Linked DNA regions of Triticum aestivum: region 1 is linked to region 2. Evidence: chromatin contacts called from public Hi-C data. All regions are on one chromosome and are shown on one strand. The core of a region is the stretch at or near the end of the contact, and the rest is flanking DNA. Distances in the headings are between cores, read along the strand shown.

The links. Hi-C and Micro-C count contacts between places; a contact is called where the count stands out from the background.
Region 1: a contact with region 2 is called in a Hi-C map of leaf, with 6 times the contacts expected there. The contact joins the promoter of LOC123046998 here to the promoter of LOC123046997 in region 2. A contact is called at or near these places in 2 of 5 Hi-C or Micro-C datasets (both in leaf).

The regions. Positions count from the first base shown.
Region 1 is chr2B:729,698,255-729,702,508 of IWGSC CS RefSeq v2.1, forward strand. LOC123046998 (probable serine/threonine-protein kinase abkC) reads left to right here and starts at 2,711. Exons shown (of 6, transcript XM_044470474.1): 1 at 2,711-2,970; 2 at 3,089-3,164; 3 at 3,286-4,254. The coding sequence starts at 3,157.
Region 2 is chr2B:729,538,523-729,542,861 of IWGSC CS RefSeq v2.1, forward strand. It overlaps LOC123046997 (probable inactive UDP-arabinopyranose mutase 2), which reads right to left and starts at 2,484. Exons shown (of 3, transcript XM_044470473.1): 1 at 2,007-2,484; 2 at 1,143-1,272; 3 at 1-1,030. The coding sequence starts at 972.

The sequences.
Region 1 (4,254 bases), core at 1,461-3,960, 160 kb after region 2:
GAAAATATTTTGAGAACAAATAAATTCTTTAATGTTGTTCTCAAGTTCAGTAGGTATCATATTATTATTATTATTATTATTATTATTATTATTATTATTATTATAAGAATTACCATAGGAATTACTATAATTATCAAAGGGATTACCAGGATATGGTCTAGGATTAAAATTCGCTCTATAAGCATTGTTGTTGAAATTATTTCTAGAGACAAAATTCACATCAATCGCATCATTATTTTGCTCAATCAATGTAGATAGTGGCACACTAGGATCAACTTGAGCATTTTTACTAGTGAACATATTCATAAGAGCATTCATTTTATCACTCAAAGTAGTAATTTCTCCGACAAAGTTTACCTTCTTACCAGTTAGAGCTCATTCGGTGTGCCATTGAGAATAATTTGTCATCATATTGTCAAGAAGTTTTGTAGCTTCTCCCAATGTAATTCCCATAAAAGTACCACCTCCAGCAGAGTCTAGAAGATTTCTCGGCACAAAGTTTAGTCCCGCATATTTTTTTTTGTATTTTCATTCATAAGCTTAAACCATGAGTGGGACAATTTTTAGTCATTAATTTTATCCTCTCACAAGATTGTGCAACATGTTCTTGCTCAAGTTGCCTAAAGTTCGTAATTTGATTTCTAAGAGAAATAATCTTAGCGGGAGGAAAATACATGTCAATAAAAACATTCTTACATTTATCCCATGAATCAATGTTATTTTGAGCAAGGATGAAATCAAGTTTTAGCATGATCTCTTAACGAGAAAGAAAATAATTTCAACTCTATAATATCATTATCCACATCTTTTTTTTTTGCATATCACATAATTCAACGAAGGTATTAAGATAAGATGCAACATCTTCATTAGGACTTCCAGATGACAATATTTAACAAAGTAGCATTAATATCATATGCTACCACTCCCCACACACCATGCCGCGCGACCGGACCTAGCAGTCCGTCGCCTGACGCTGCTCCTGGTACGTGCGGATACCTGAGAGGCATCGCATCTGCGGTGCTTGGACAAACCATTCAAGGGAACAACAAGGAACCATTCGAGGGATCCGTGAGGAGCTGTTCGCGGGACTCCGGCGTTGCCGGAGATCGTTGTTCGCGGGATATCGACCGAACAACTACACACATCACCAATTCTACTTCCGCTGCGGTGATTGCGCGTCTAGTGGTAAACCCGATCCTGTGATCTATTTCCAGCAACAAGATCTTGGGTGCGCGGTAGAATTTTTTTATTTGGCGGTAGCGTAGCGTACCGCGTGTTTCAACAATCCCCTACCCAGAGGGTGTTCATTTCTTGCATATTAGTTTAAGACAATGCTCCCATTGCTTTTGAATATATGCACTTGTTAAGTAGTTATTCGCTTTCGAAATTAATTTCAAGTTAACTTTGGAATCAATGTTACTCCCTCCGTCTAGGTGAGTAAGTCATTTTAGGTTGTGCACCGTGCCCAAGGAGGAGGAGAAAATGAGAGAAATTAATGTTCATTTGCTAATTAATAGCATTGCATGCAATGAACTAACCACTGCATGTCGTGTTTGGTAGTCTCAAGTCATTAAAAGCATGCACACCCCACATCTCTTATTGGTTGATATGTAAAGAAACAAGAAACGAGGTAGAATTTAATGCACCGCGCCTAAGTGTTTTGGGATTATTTGGTTTTTGTAAGATGACTTACACACCTAGACGGAGGGAGTATTTCCTTTGAAAATGAATTCCATATTAATTTTAGATAATGCTCTCAATTTGTTTTTCTTTTGAACGTTGTAACTACTATCTGATACAATAAAATGTGCCAGGATGGCTTTCCGAAAAAAATAAGAACCATAATATACGTCGAACTTCAGATCTGGAGGTCCCCGAGCGAACTATTTGTTCCCGTGACAAGGAGAAACAAATGAATGTTTTTGTTTGCTCAAAATAGCCATTCCCAATGAACGTTTCAGAATCGGCATGCTGTATAAAAAGATTTTCAGAAAGCTGCCATTCTTTTTCGGATTGCCATGCTTGTAGCATGGATATTCGCCAACGTAAAAAAAGAGGAAAATGATGAGAACTGCCATGCTCTGGATTTGTCATGTTGTTGGAGAAAATTGTCATGTTACATCAACATAAAATGACGACCATTTGCATACTCTAACAACATAATCTACCTTCCCAGTAAAAGTTTCGCTTAGATTGACGTCCAAAGCGAACCGTGTACACTCGTAATTCGTGCGGAGGCGTGTGTGAAAGCGAACACCATGGGATTCGTGCAAGAGATCCAACGGCACAGAGGGCGTTCGCTGTGAGACACAATATTTCCAACGTAGTTACATTAGCATTTGGGGGGAGGGGGAGTGGCGATCGTTCGGAAATCGCAAAAAATCAAGATATTTTCTGTAATCACTTTGGGAAAAAATGATCCTCTGTAATTATTTTTTATCCCGTTGTAGTATTATTTGTTTTGACAGTAGCATTTTTTTCAGAGCCGCACTGTCGCAACTTAGGGGGAGCAATCAAAATCCGCAAACGAGAAGAAAAAAACATAATAAATCGGAAAGGAGCAAAACCTGGAAAGGAAGAAAGGGAAAGAAAGCTCCCTCCCAGATCGCCGGGCCGACGCCCACCCTATTGTTTAGGCCCGACCCACGCCTGCTGCACACGCTGCGCCTCTCCTCCGACCCTCTCCTCCCTTCTTCCTCCGCCTTGCCTCGCTGCCGTCCGTGCAGCTCCCCACGCGGCCTCCCCCCCTCCTCTCGTCGGCACCAGACGCGCCACCAGACAAAAAAGCGAAACTCGCTTCCTCCCCCTCCCCCGCCAAACCCTAACCCTCCGCCGACCGCCGCGCCCGCCCGCCCGCCCGTCGCCTCCCCCATGCGCCGCTGCCTCGCCGCCGGTCATGGCCGCCCCTAGGGTTTCCCGGCCCTCGCCATGGTGAACGTCTCCGCGCCGTCCAACGATTCCGCCGCGTCGGTAAGCGTCTTATCCGCATCCGCGGCCCTGATTTGATCTCCTCGCTCGCTCGCTCCCCCGCGAGCCCAGTCGTCCCCGCCGGATCCAAATTCTCAATGAGTGTGTGTCGTGCCACCAGGTTCGCTTGATTCGCCGGAGCAGGGTTCCCCGCCGCCCTCGAGGCGCCCTCTGGAGGAGATCGTCGTGATGTCGAGGTCAGCCACCGCCGCCCGCCTGCAATATCTTATTCACTTGGTGCTTATCGCTGTGTAATTTAGGATTCTGGTTCGATTCGCCCAAATGCTGAAGTGTACATGGCTTTCCTGTTGCTCCCAGGTTTCTGCAGTTAGGGAAGAGCGGCAGAAAAATTGCTCAGGCTGTATTGGTCAACTCGAAGCCCGGCAGTTCAGGTGCGCAGAACATTGGGTCGAGCTTTGCAGACGGTTTGGCCTATAAGAGCAGGACATTCTTGCACCAGGGAGTCCACAATGGACCGGGCACCTCGCACATGCTCGGACGAGCAAAGGAGAGCCTATACTGGAGCCCTGGTGCCAGAAACTTTTCTGTTCTCTCGTCATGTAGACGGAATGCATTTCATGGCCAGCTTGCTTGGAAGCAACTCATGGCAATGGGTACTCGTGTACCAAAAGCATCTCCACAATTTTCTTGGAAGCAACTCATGTCAACGGGCTCTGCTGTACCAAAAGCATCTCCGCTTTTAAGTAGAGCTGCTTGTGCTGTTACCCTGACTGCCACTCGATATAAGTTAGTTCCTTACCTCCTCGCTTTTGTAGCTGGAGAGTTGATGCTGGGTGAGAAGAGCTTTGCAGATGGCGAGTACCTCCCAATAGGAGAGAATATTTACTCGCGAGCTCAGGACAGCCGTATTTATGTCACCACATTGATATTCTCAGCAGTAGAGATGGTTATCATAATCCTCAGATCAATATATCTGGCTTTCTTGTTTACTCCCAGTATACTTATGGCACCATTTGCGGATACTCTTGGCAGTAAGTATAGGAAAACATGGCTCCGTCTTGTGCATCGAACTTTAGAGAAGGCAGGTCCTGCATTTATTAAATGGGGCCAGTGGGCAGCGACACGTCCTGATCTATTTGCAAACGACCTGTGTACCGAATTGTCAAAGCTACACACAAAAGCACCAGCTCACAGCTATGCATATACCAAGAAAACTGTCGAGAAGGCTTTTGGTCGAAAGATATCTGAAATTTTTGAGAATTTTGAAGAAGAGCCTGTAGCATCTGGAAGTGTTGCTCAAGTGCACCGGGCTGCTTTGAAATTCCG
Region 2 (4,339 bases), core at 1,234-3,733:
TGCATTCTTTGGCGCCAGCTTCTGCCTCACAATGCCAGCTAGCTCCTTAACGCAGTCATCGACAGTAACTGCGGTCCTTGATAGCTTGAGCGACTCGAAGAAGGGAAGGACATCGTCCATAACTTTCACCCCTTCCCACTCTTTGAGGCTCTCCAAGGCCTTGCCTGCCTCTGCATCACTTCTCATCACATAAGGCAGTCCGGTCTTCACGCCATAGCCCAAGCTGTCGCAGACCACCTTAGCACACAGGCCATTCCATATGTCTTCAAGGGTGTCCCATCTGTGCTTCCCTTCCTTGCGAATCCGCAGACCAGGGAACATCACGGGCCCCATAACCTCACGGTTGAATGCAACATTTATACCGCTCACAGGGAACATCGCACCGAGTGGAACTGTCATCACAGCATCCACGTAGTTCGTGTTGCGTTGGTTCCGCTTCACGACATGTGTCATTGGGTCATAGTCCGCATTGTGCAGCCAGAGCCCACATGAGAGCATGCATTCAACCCCCTCACGCAGGCTGAATGGGTATCCACGGACAAAGTCAGCACCCTTGCGGTATGGGTCATACAGTGTGTTGAAGAAGAAAGGAGTAGCAGGTGTCTTCAAATTGATCATGTGCTGCGTGACAGCATCAACAGTCATCCCAGCAGGGTCCTTTGCTGGGAGGCAGTTGTCGTCAATTGAGATGACATATTTCTTGCGTGAGACAAGGTACCCAAAGTAACGGCATGAGTGGCCAGAGAAGTTGATGGATGTGGCACCAAGCAGTCCATCAATGTCAGACTTTGTGTAAACCTTCACATTAAAACCTGAAGGGATCTGAAGATCTGCTGCCAACTCTGGATCTTTGACAACGATGATGTCAAACCGGGAGAAAAATGGCTGCCACGCCTGAAAGAAAGAGGTCAGGTTGGGCTGGAGTGCTGCAATCACAATGTCAACCTCGCTATCATGAACTTCCAGAGACATCTTCGCAGCTAATCAGCCTGATCTAAGCAGCAGCAGTACTAGAACTTCTCAGAGCACCCTACAAACAAACAAGCAAACAAACAAGAGGATATTAAGTCAAATAAGCCAGCATCCTTATGACATAACATCAACATTCGAACCGGCAGAGAGTAAACGGATAAGTGGCATACTCGTGGGAAGCACCGGTATGAGTGGCTGCTTAATGTTGAGGAGCTGAACAAGCAAGATGATCTCCTCACAATCGGTTGCCAGAAACAACTTGAGGACTCTCTCTGTCAGCTTACCAGCACTAAGGGTTCTCTGCCATCAAACAATCGTCACTCGTCAGTCATGAGAGATCTAACAACAAAAAAAGTAAGACTACAAGATTGCAGGTGATGACTGTTTCAGTTAATGCTCAAACTGAACCTGCCAGCCAGAAATTGCATCCTCAAGACAGACTTTAGATGAGATAAATAAGGCAATCATCTGATATCCCTAATAGCCGGGTACGAAACTAAGTTCAAAACTAGCCTGATATACTGGTCAGAATACTTGCACAATCAAAATTAGATTCTAAATAGGGCAGATGAGACATCATTCCACTGTCCCATTAGGACAGCAAACATAGATATCGATCAGAACGACTGTGACGACGGTTAGCCGTGGCGACAGCTCTCTTGTGGCATCACGGCTGGCAATACAATACCGGACTCTGAATGGACCAAGAAAGTAAATCGGCTGTAAGAAAACATGTCTTTCAGACAAACCACGCAATCTACTCCACCCAGCTTTAGGTCGAGAGGACACATTCTAGTATCTGCGCCTCCAGCAGACGAGACGATTAAACAGCCCCGCGTGTGGGATCACAGAACAGGCGACCCGAATCGGTCACTCACTCGGACTAGAGATCCCCCAAACCAACACGGGTCAGGCCAGGACTGAAGAAGCTAATCGCTCACCGCCGGGTAGGCCGCAGGCACAGTGATGAGTGATCGGCGGTGAGCGATTAACCGACGGGTTAGGGATCTGAGGAGGGGGGAGGGGGCACGTACGCGGAAGAGGTCGACGAGGATGTGGTCGGGGAGGCGGGAGAGGTCGCGGAGGGTGGCGATGCGGAGGAGGGCGGCGTCGAGGGTGAGGGCGAGCAGGGTGGGGGCGGGGCGCATCGGCTCCAGATCTGGATCTCGCGCTCGTTATATACCGCGCCCACGCTAGCCTAGGCTACTACCAGACTTCCCTGGGAAGCGAAGCAAAGGCGCAGGCGCCCCGCGGCCACGTTGCGGGCCTCGATCCTCGCCCCCCGCCCCGCTCTCTCGCTCCTGCTGTTGCGTCGCGTCTGCCGGCAGAGTCAGACGAGGGAGGAGCCTGCCTGCGCGCGCGCCACCGACGAATCGGCGACTTCTATTTTCCCCCTTTTTTCCTTTTTTTTTCTTGCGAAACAGTCGTAAAAATCAAGTCATCATCCTACGAGGGTGTATCGCTTGCCGACTTTGCGTCGGCGGTGAGGCTGCCGGCTGGCTCTCGATGACGACTTTGCAAAAGGGGGCAAAGGAGGTAGTATGCTCCCCTGTGCTGTGCTGTGCTGTCCAAGCCGATTAAAATAGGGACGATTACGTACAAAATATCGTGTCTGCCTAGGCTGACAAACTACGGCCTTTGTGCTGTCGGTGTCCATCTGCAAATTTTGTATTCTGATTACAATGCCGCCTGCGATAACAATGTTGATTTTTAATTTATCAGATACGTGCGACCACACTCTAAGGTCTCTCTGGCACCAAGGGTTTTTTATGCCACAAAGAAATTATTCGATTTGGGCCTAAGCAGGATGGCTCTAAAAAATATGAAGGTGTGCCTTGATCATGCGGTGGCTTGCCCCTAATGGTCCCTATGGCATCTCTAGCAGACCCCGTATAATGCCAACCCGCAAAATGCGTTTACAATTCGCGGAAAACCGGATTCGTGGGCCGGCACGGGCGACGGCCGAGCAGACCTCGCAAAGCAGACCCGTCCGCGCCGGGCCGAAAGTCAGTAATTTGCATTTTGATTTCAGACACATTTCTTTGCTTTTTTATTTTCTTCAACGGCATTGGATACATGGTAATTCATCAAATCTTTGTTAGAATAGTAGGACCAAAGAAAACGAGAACGGCAATTATACATTTTAGAAGATATCCAACTTCCATAATTGTTCCCACTAGTTGGACGAATATCTTTTCCATGCATTCGTTGTTGATCTGCGGATTCTTGATCTTGCATTCCAGATTCTTGTTCTTTGATTCTAAAGAAGTAGACGTTGCTTCCCCTCTAGTTTCTTCTCTAATTGCACATGCAGCCGCATCAGTAGCCTCAATTCTACTAAGGAGTGCACAAACATCTATTAAGTTTCTTTCTATCAATAAATCAATGTATCCTCCTTCCCAAAACAAAAATGAGCATCCATCTTCCTACACACATAACGATGTCCATAAGCTATCGAAATTGAACCGAATAGGGTGACAAAGCCGATGGAGACAATAACATACGCGTCGTTTTCACATTTGAAGAATACCCATCCGGGGTGCTTGGGCATGCTAGAAGTTAGCCGTAGCACTGTCCGTGTGCAGTCGTCGCACTGTATGAGCGGCATCGGCGAGCCCGGCGGACGACCGACCGAATCCTTGTCGGCCAACCAGCAACGACGGCTACAGGACGAACCAGTACCTGCATCAGGCGCTGGGGCTTTGCCAGGGCTGCGGGGGGTGCTCCTCGACCAATCCATGGCTTGGCGCAGCCACCGATGGCCGGAAACGCCAAATCCGGCCGCCGCGACGAATAGCCGCCGATCTGCTCGTTTCCGGCCCACCGACGCAGAAGGAAGTGGCGGAGGGCAAGCACGGGCATGTGGCCGCCCTCCGACGTGATCCCGCCGGCTAGTTTGGTCGGAATCATAGGCGGTGGGGAGAAACGCGGGGCGTGGGGGAGAGGGGCGGCGGTGGGTGGGGAAAAGCGCGGGCTGAAATGTCCGCCCCGCCAACCGTTACACCTATATACAGGGATCCGACGGGGCGAGGGGGGAACCCACGTTTTCGCGGGTTGGGATGGGAATTATGTCGTGCCCTGCAAAAAAATTACGGCTCACACGCGTTTGCGGGGTCTGATCGGGCAGTATTTTCCGCGTCGACCCGTATTTTAGCGGTTATCTTGCAGGTCGCGGCTTTATACGGGGTCTGCTAGAGATGTTTTTAGCTAATCTCAGATTGTAAGGGCGTCTACAGCCGGGCTGGGCAAATTTGGGCCCTCAAATGTCTATGGACGTGCCCGGTCAGTGTCCGAGTGTGTTTTTTTGGGCTTCCTATTTGTGCGACACATAGCCATGTCCCTCACTTTTTTCCCATGTACGTCCAGT